Linked DNA regions of Anas platyrhynchos: region 2 is linked to region 1. A link is a contact called in public Hi-C data. All regions are on one chromosome and are shown on one strand. The core of a region is the stretch at or near the end of the contact, and the rest is flanking DNA. Distances in the headings are between cores, read along the strand shown.

Evidence for each region. Hi-C and Micro-C count contacts between places; a contact is called where the count stands out from the background.
Region 2: a contact with region 1 is called in a Hi-C map of skeletal muscle, with 4 times the contacts expected there. The contact joins two enhancer-like sites. A contact is called at or near these places in 2 of 8 Hi-C or Micro-C datasets (skeletal muscle and subcutaneous adipose tissue).

Annotation. Positions count from the first base shown.
Region 1 is chr1:142,580,958-142,584,888 of IASCAAS_PekinDuck_T2T, forward strand. It overlaps C1H2orf49 (chromosome 1 C2orf49 homolog), which reads left to right. Exons shown (of 4, transcript XM_027445419.3): 3 at 669-1,041. Among named protein-coding and RNA genes, the nearest start is that of C1H2orf49, 8.4 kb to the left of the region's middle. Within about 2 kb of position 2,309, at least 3 of the 8 cell types and tissues checked have an H3K27ac peak or open chromatin away from gene starts, as enhancers often do.
Region 2 is chr1:142,808,222-142,812,512 of IASCAAS_PekinDuck_T2T, forward strand. NCK2 (NCK adaptor protein 2) reads left to right here. Exons shown (of 5, transcript XM_027445279.3): 5 at 616-1,986. The coding sequence ends at 810. Among named protein-coding and RNA genes, the nearest start is that of ECRG4, 56 kb to the right of the region's middle. Within about 2 kb of position 2,675, at least 2 of the 8 cell types and tissues checked have an H3K27ac peak or open chromatin away from gene starts, as enhancers often do.

The sequences.
Region 1 (3,931 bases), core at 1,059-3,558:
GGTCTTTTAATAGTAGGTTGATAGTATTCTTTTTTTCATAAATCAGTTGTTACTAAATTGGCCGTCTCTGACTAGACACGAAGGCACAAACTATTCAAAAGACATTAAATCCGCTTAGGGTTCCTGCTCCACAGGTTATTTCAGAAACAAGTATGCATTCTTTTTTGCTTAACGTTTTCATTCCTCATCTCACAGTTCCTTAGGCTGTTTTAACACTACGATTTTGAATAAGTATTGAATTGAGGAGATTTATAAGCATCAGAATATTAGATCCTGTTCTTGTAAGGTGGTTCACGCTTTCTCAAATACTTTTTAAATACTTAATGACTATTAAAGTCTTTTGCTTTTCAGGAAGAGCTACAGTGGTATAAGTTAAGTGTGAAATCTTAGGATGTACAACTGTGCCTGTCTAGAAGGTGCCTCACTCAACCCCTCTTTGTTGATCCCCTGCATGCCCCATACTCTTCCACACACCCCCACGCCCCTTTGTATTTTGGAATTTTTCCTATTGTTTAAATTTGGGGCAGCTAAGAGTTTAAGGACAGTATTCTGGAATGTATTTTTACCTTACGCAAGATTAAAGTCATTTTTACTGCTTATGTCTTGGATATGCTATTTTTGAGCAATTTGGCTTGTGTTTGTGATCATTTTACAATTTGTATTTTCAGTGTTACAGCGGTGGAAGGATTGAGGAAACGGCCATTAATTGTATTTGATGGTAGTTCAACGAGCACAAGCATAAAAGTGAAGAAAACAGAGAATGGAGCTACCGATCGCCTAAAACCTCCCCCAGCTGGAAGCACCACCAATACCGTTAGGAGATTATCAGCTTCTTCAAATGCCTCATCATACATTTCAGCCTCCAGTTTACCAGAGGACGCTAAGCTGGAAGTGAGGAATAGTGAGGCTAAGCAGAACAATATTTCAAAGACTAATAGCAGTGTATTGGCTAATCTGAAGGCGTACCCTTTGACTCCAGTAGCAGGAGCTACTGTTGTGAAGTTAAAGAGATCTGTTCCAAAAGAAGACTCTGATTTGCCGGTACGTACGTTCACATACCTTTATTTTTATTGAAAGTTGAAGGAACCAAAGGTAGAACCTGGTAAGAATTCCCAGGATTATTTTATGTTGGAGTAACAGTACAGTATTTAGAAAGGAGTAGCTGGTTTGGGAGAGACCAGCAGGAAAAAAATGAAGTATTTTTTACTTGTTTGTGGGAAGCTTCTGTGTTAGAGGCAGCTCTGCAGAAAACATGCATGTCATTGTAAAATGAGCAAGTAGGTAATATGTAAGGTGGTGCTGGTAGCAGGGTCAACTAAATCAAACAAAAATAACCCTACTTGTAGGTCTGAGAGAGAGGACAGGCTTTAGAGAACAAGAGCAGCCTGGTCTGTTTTGTAGTAGGGAAGAAAAAAGTGGAATGATAACATTTGTAACAATCACACTTGAATGATTAAGACAAGCTTTCATTTGTCAAAGTGAAGGAGGAGATGTTGAAGGAACTGAAGTGAGATGCTGCAAGCTGTAGCATGTGTCCTTAAAGGAAGAAGGCCATCTGTTTGAAATCTCACATAGGAATTGGCAAGCTAGAGGTAGGAATTAGATGAGAAAATCTGGAGAGCTGCCTAGATTGTGGGTCTGAATGAGAGCAACAACAAACCGAGCTAGTTGTAGCGAGAGGACAAAGGTCAAGTGCTCATTTTGAGCCGTGGTGATCTTGCTCAGGTACCTGGGTTTCTATAAGATGATGAGAAGGATGTGCTGAGATCTTGAACAGGAGGGTGCTGTTCTCAAGTAGAAAATTGATTGCTGATTTGTTAATCATAACACTAAATAGTGACCTCTTTTCTGTAAGTTAGATTCAGCTGCAAACGAATCTAGGTAGAGAAGAGATCCATGTTATGGATGAGGCAGAAGGAGGCTGGTAAGCCGAAGAGATGAGAGAAGAACTAAAGCAGGATATGTGACTTCAGAAGGGTGGACCTTTGAAAGTGGAAGTAATGGTGCTGAACACAGCCACAAGTTGAGGAGAAAGATGCAGCAGTATTTGAATTTTGGTGAAGGTGTTATTAGGCTAAGTTCTTGATGGAGAGCAAGGAGCAGAGCCCAGTAATGGGGCAGCTTCAAGGTAGGGATAAGTCTTACATTTGCACTGTATTCATTCATAATACAAATGTAGTAAACAAATGCAAGGGCTCTTTTACGTTTCCACTGGAAGACAGGAATACTTGGAACAAGTCTAGGCTTCAAAGGAGGATATAGAGGTATATGATCTTGACTGAACTGCAGGGGGAGCTTTAGAAATGCAGCATGCCGTTACACTGTTCCATTGACTGAAATTTTCTCTGGACACCACACCTTATTTCTGTTTCCTCAGTATTGCCTCATGTCATTTTTTTATTAATCCTTTTTTCTTCCTTTCACTTTTTTAATTCCTTTGCTGTTTTTCTTTCTTTCCCTTTCACTTCTCTCTCTTTTTTTTTTTCTTAATTCTTATATGAAGGAATGCAGGTAACATCCTTACTGCATAGTTTTGTAGGTTCTATCAAAGTTCTGTTAAACACAAGCACCTAAATGTACCACAAATGTTCTGAAAGACAGTTTTAACCACTTTTACAAGCAACATAGCTGTGGCACTGAATCATTTTTTTTGCTGGAGAGGTGTTTCCTACTACCAATACCATTAACTTATTTTAGTATTTAGAACTTCTTAATTGGTTAGATCTGAACCCACAGAGCTTTTGAAACTTGCTTGGCATACACCTCACAGCTTTTTTTATATTTTAATTGAATATTTCACAGACATAGTATCATTTAAGTGTTTGCCATTATATTACTGACACTTGGAAGCCAGGGCTTCTGATACTTGATTTTCTATCTTAGCCAGTTTGTTGTCCAGTTTAAGTACATGTAAGTTCATTCATATGCCTTGGTTAACGTGGGTCAAAAAAAAATTGAAATTAGGCAAGTGTGTCCAATGGATGTTACTTCACTGTCTGAAATTATAGAATTCTGTATTGAATAATAATATTGGCAGGAAGAAGCAGTACACTTGGCTGATGGCCGAATCATAGAACCATAGAATCATTAAGGTTGGAAGACACCTCCAAAATCACCTGGTTCAACCATCCCCCTACCGCCAATGTCACCCACTAACCCATGTCCCTAAGCACCACGTCCAACCTTTCCTCGACTCCAGGGATAGTGACTCCACCACTTCCCTGGGCAATCCTTTCCAATGCCTGTAGCCTATGAAGCCTGGTGTATTTTTAGTATAATGATAGTAATGACAGCTGCCTTTTCAAGAAAGTGGTTGGGTTTTGACTTCCAAGAGAAACTAAAGTTTTCATGCAGAATAGCACAGAATTATCCTTCTGATTAATTTGTTACAACCTCTTAGGGGCTAAGACACCCAGGACTGCTGTCAACTGCTACCTCTTTAGCTCCTAAGGAGAAGAGAGATCTCTAGGTCATGCCAAAACTAGTTTTTCAAAATGATCTGGAAAAGTCATGTAGCTGTGTTTACTCTCTGTGTGTGAACTATTAAAGCCCTAATTTCTCAGATATTTTTCTTATTTTAGATGATGAAAGGTATTTATTTCACCACTTAAATCTCCCATCGTTTTACTTCAGGCTTGCTTAATGTTTTCTGGCTTCTTGGAGTGGAGGAGCGGGGATTGAAAGAGGCTTCAGCAATTATTTTACATTTTTATATGGGTCATTATAAAGCAAGACCTACTTTTCCTTTTTTTTTTTTACTGACATTTCTTGTTTAACGACAGTGAATTGATTTTCTAATTCTGTTGATTATTTTCTTTACACAATCCTATTTTAGAAAGTATTTTAAGAAGACAATTTAAAGGAACTTTAAAAGGGTGTTCTAAAGCTCTAATGTGTGCCTGTTAACTTCTGTCTAACTCATTTAGGGATT
Region 2 (4,291 bases), core at 1,425-3,924, 230 kb after region 1:
TTTTAATTCTGGAGCTTTATCGTCTTAAGAAAAAGGTGTGCTCAGTAGGAGAAATTATTTCTCATACATGTGGTGATGAAGATAAAAGGTGCCTTTTTTTAATTCTTTTGCAATACAAAGCAAGAATGGCCCTCTAGTGGTCACGGATTTAAAAAAAAAATAAAAAATAAGAAGTGATAGTGGGATTTTCTTCACCTCACCCAAGCAATATTGCAATAATTGGTCTCTCCAGGGCACTCTAACTAGCAAAGAAACCAAAATGATGAAAGTTTTTTCTCTTCTGCTTGACATTCTCATGCTTCTAGATGGAGGAACTAAGATAATTTTTGCAATTTAGTCAGGTAATTGGCAACTTCAGACTGTGCATCTGGGGAGCTTTCACTTAACTGACTTAACTGTGCATGTTAATAACAATGGCAATTATTTATTGAATAATAGACTATTGGGTTTCTTAAGTAGCTAAAGCACTGAGCTGTGGAGCACAAAGGCTAGCATAAATTACACCATCAGCTATATTACACGGTTTGTTCCTGAAACAGCAAAATCGTGCCTTCTTTTTGTTGACTTTTGTGTAATCCTCTGTTTCTTTTCTTTTTTTTGAATTCTTCTCAACAGCCCAGTGACTTCTCGGTATCTCTAAAGGCATCGGGGAAGAACAAACATTTCAAGGTGCAGCTCGTGGACAATGTCTATTGTATTGGGCAGCGTCGCTTTAATACTATGGATGAGTTGGTGGAACACTACAAAAAGGCTCCCATCTTCACCAGTGAACACGGGGAAAAGCTATATCTTGTGAAAGCACTTCAGTGACGTTGAAGATGGACTCGGCCGCCCAGGCCTCTTCTAACTTCCAAGCCTTAGGTCCTAAATTCACTTTTATAGAGCAGAGCAATATCTGAAGCAGGCTTAAGGAGTAGGCTCTTTCCAACGTGTTTGCTCTGTTGGTTGTTATTTGTCCTTTTTCGTTTGCCTACCTTTGTGTTTCAGTTCTGTCCATCTCAGATCCCCTCCTTTCAGGTCGAGCCCTTCACCAGGTGGCTGTTGCCAGCGCTCGCCTCCGGGAGCGAGTTCTGAACCCCCCTCCTCTGCCTGTGTACGTTTACGGAGGTAGCTCGGATGAAGGAGGGGGGTTTGCAATTCAACCCAGTGTTACCCCCTTCCAGCGGCTCCCGCAGACAGAACTCTTCGCTGAGAGACACCGGGCACAGCTTGAATGCACTGAGGCTGCAGCTGAGTGAGTGAGACGCAGTAGACATGACAGTTGTGGCTGTGAGTTCTGTAGCTCTTTTGCTTCCCATATTACAGAAACTCCTAGCTCCTAGAAGCACTCTTTACACTGTACTCTGCTATTACATTGCCTCTCTGACTCTTCGCAAAGAGTACACTAATTAAAAGCGTTTTGTAATAGTACTTCCTAAACTACTATGGTAAGATTGTAGTAAAAGAAAACTATCTAGTGTATTTTGGTCTGTAATTGCAACAAAGAGAAATTTTATTTGAAAGTTGATTACTAGAGAAAGAATCATTGAAATGTAAAGACTGAATGTTTTGGTAATCTACAACCAAATGTGCCATCCACATAATGCTTTTTCCTCTTGCCCTTCTGCTTGTTTGAATTAAACAATTATGTATTTAATTCTCAAAGTAATATGTATCTGTAGCTGATTGTTGACACTAATACAGAAGATTAATAAAAAAAATGATCTTGGGCTGGGTGGGGCGGGCTACCAACACTATATATATATTTGCTTTACAGAAAGAAATCTTCAGGTTTTACAGAGGATGGTGTGATTGGTAGGAAGAGACACACAGAATGTTTATGAAGAAAATGCATTTCTCTCTTTTCTTTACATTTAAACTCCTTTATGGTTTAAATATACAGTCTTTAGATGGCACACTCCTGAGACTGAAGAAGGGGATCTTAGGATCTCCTAAATCTTGCATACTCAGTTTTTTGGATATTGTAATAAAAAAGGTATTATGTCACGATGGAGTACTGCATTTATCCTTGGGTGGTAGTCCCGATATTCCTTTAGTAAGGTGAACTGGAGTAAAGTCTGAGTTTGTTTCTCTTGGAATTTGTGTGACATAAAACAAAAAAAATTGCCACCGTGGAGTACAGTTTGACACAAGGCAGCGTCTAATGACCTCCATGCTCATTCTTTCTGTGACAAGTCTGTTCATAGCTTTAATGAAAACTGCAAGAGGGAGATGTTTTCTAGTACATTTTCTCGATTAAAACACGTTCCTTACAGATTTTATATTTCAGCCAGTAATGTTATGTGCACAGCTGCAGCATAGGCAGAGCAGACACCGGTCTGCTGTGGTGCAAACCATGCCATTGCCAGGAGGCTGCCCTGGTACCTCTGGGAGTGCCATCACCCTCTTGCTCAGCCCTGGCAGGCAGGTACAATTTGTCAAGTTCTACATGCATATTATTTTACCCAATGCTCTTGAAATCTTGTTGCTGTAAGATTATCCAAATTAACAACTGTAGTTTTCTGTATGTGTCTTAACTATAAAAAATGGACACTGAAACTCCTGCTTGGTCCAGCCTCGTGAAGGAAAGCAGAGATTCAGGGCAGCCCAGAACAGCCGTGTGTTATTCTGGCAAGCACTACCTATGGCCATGTTCTGGGAACAGAGCAGCTTTCCTTGGGGAGCTGGGGAGAAGCGCAAGTTGTTTACAGTCTGCTTGCAGAAGGACAGCACAGTGGCTTCCTTCTGAATCTTCACAAGTGAATTCTGCAGAGAAGGTAGTTTTTTTTGCTATCTAACATCTAGTTCTTTATTTAGGTAAATCTAAGCGTGTACCTTGAGCATGGCAGTGATGTTATGAAAGTCAATTATACACTTGCTATGTTGTTGGTTTTTAAACAAACAAAAAATCCACTTTTTTTTTGTAGCTTCTTTATACAAGCTCTGGTAGTTCCTAACTCCTTTCTAGTCTTGCTAACTTAGAACTAAATCAAATAGACTTCCAAGTGAAGCTTTTAGCATATGCTTTATGCTTTGAGGGTTTTTTAATCTTGTTGAATTTTGTTTGTTTTTTTTCACCTGGTGCCTTGTGAAGAGCTTCTGTGTATAGAGGTGCAAATTGTTGAAGTATTTTGTTTTGGAAGCAGTTAGTTAATTTATGACCCAGCACTGTGAACGACTAGCTTGAATTATTATTTTTTTTTGAAACAAGCTTCATCTTGTTTTTGCCCACGCTGTATTTAATCAGCATGCTGTCTATTCAGCGAGCTCATTAATAGGTCTTCAGTCGTTCCCAGTCTTTGCTAATTAAGATAGGTTTCTGCAAGTTTTGCTGCCTTTTTGACCTCATTCGCTGGATTGGGCCTTAAGCATTAAAAATCTTCAGTGGTAACAGCTTAATAAAGGTGTAGTATGATGTGGATTTTTTCCCCCCTCATTTTCTACCTCCCTTTCTTATCTTTTGACAAAACTGCACTCCTGGTTTTTGACTACTTAAAGCCTCTTTGCCAAAACTTAGGGCCTGGTTTTGGTAGATTATAGGAATTGTGGTTACCTGAGTTTCTTCAACTGCAGTTTTCATTAAAGGCTCAAATAATTTCTGACGACAAAAAAAATGGTCAAATCCTGTCACCTCTGAACTTGCACATCCTTGCTCTTCAATTCTGTAGCACTCTTTTCCTAAGGATGTTATATTTAAAGGATGCTGTGGTTACTGTTCTTGCTAAATATCTTAGTCCTTGGTCTAAGCTTTTATGCTGTCGAGTCTTACAAAAGTATGTGTATACACAAAGTTTCCAGATGGGTGTGGAGTAGGGCCTGGCTATCACCAGTGCTTTGTTTTATTTTTGGAGGGAAGACAAAGAGATGTTTTGCTTCCGTTTTCTGGCCATTTTGGAGCCGTGTGTGTAGCTCAGAGCTGGTGCTGGTTGTCAAAGTGCCTCCGCTGCCATGCTGCTGTTACCGATGGTGGTATTTGGCCAAAGAGCTGGGAGAGTTTCAGGATTTACCCTGTTTTGCAGATGAATGCACACAAGCTTCTCCTTAGACCCCAAGCCAGGCAGTTTCCAGCCAGCTCCAAACTGGAAGAAGCGTGAGCCTGGAGCACGCCGCTGAGTCTCAGCCCACAAGGCTGAGAAGTACAGCAGAAACTGTTTTAAGACAGCTCTGCAGCTTTCAGCTGATTTAGGGTGTGTCAGCAAAATACGACACAGTTCGGTTCCAGATAGCCACGGCTGACCTGATTCAGTTCTGAGGTAGTCACACAGCAGTTGCAGGCAGATTACTGAAGGATTAAGCGAAGGAGGAACCAAGA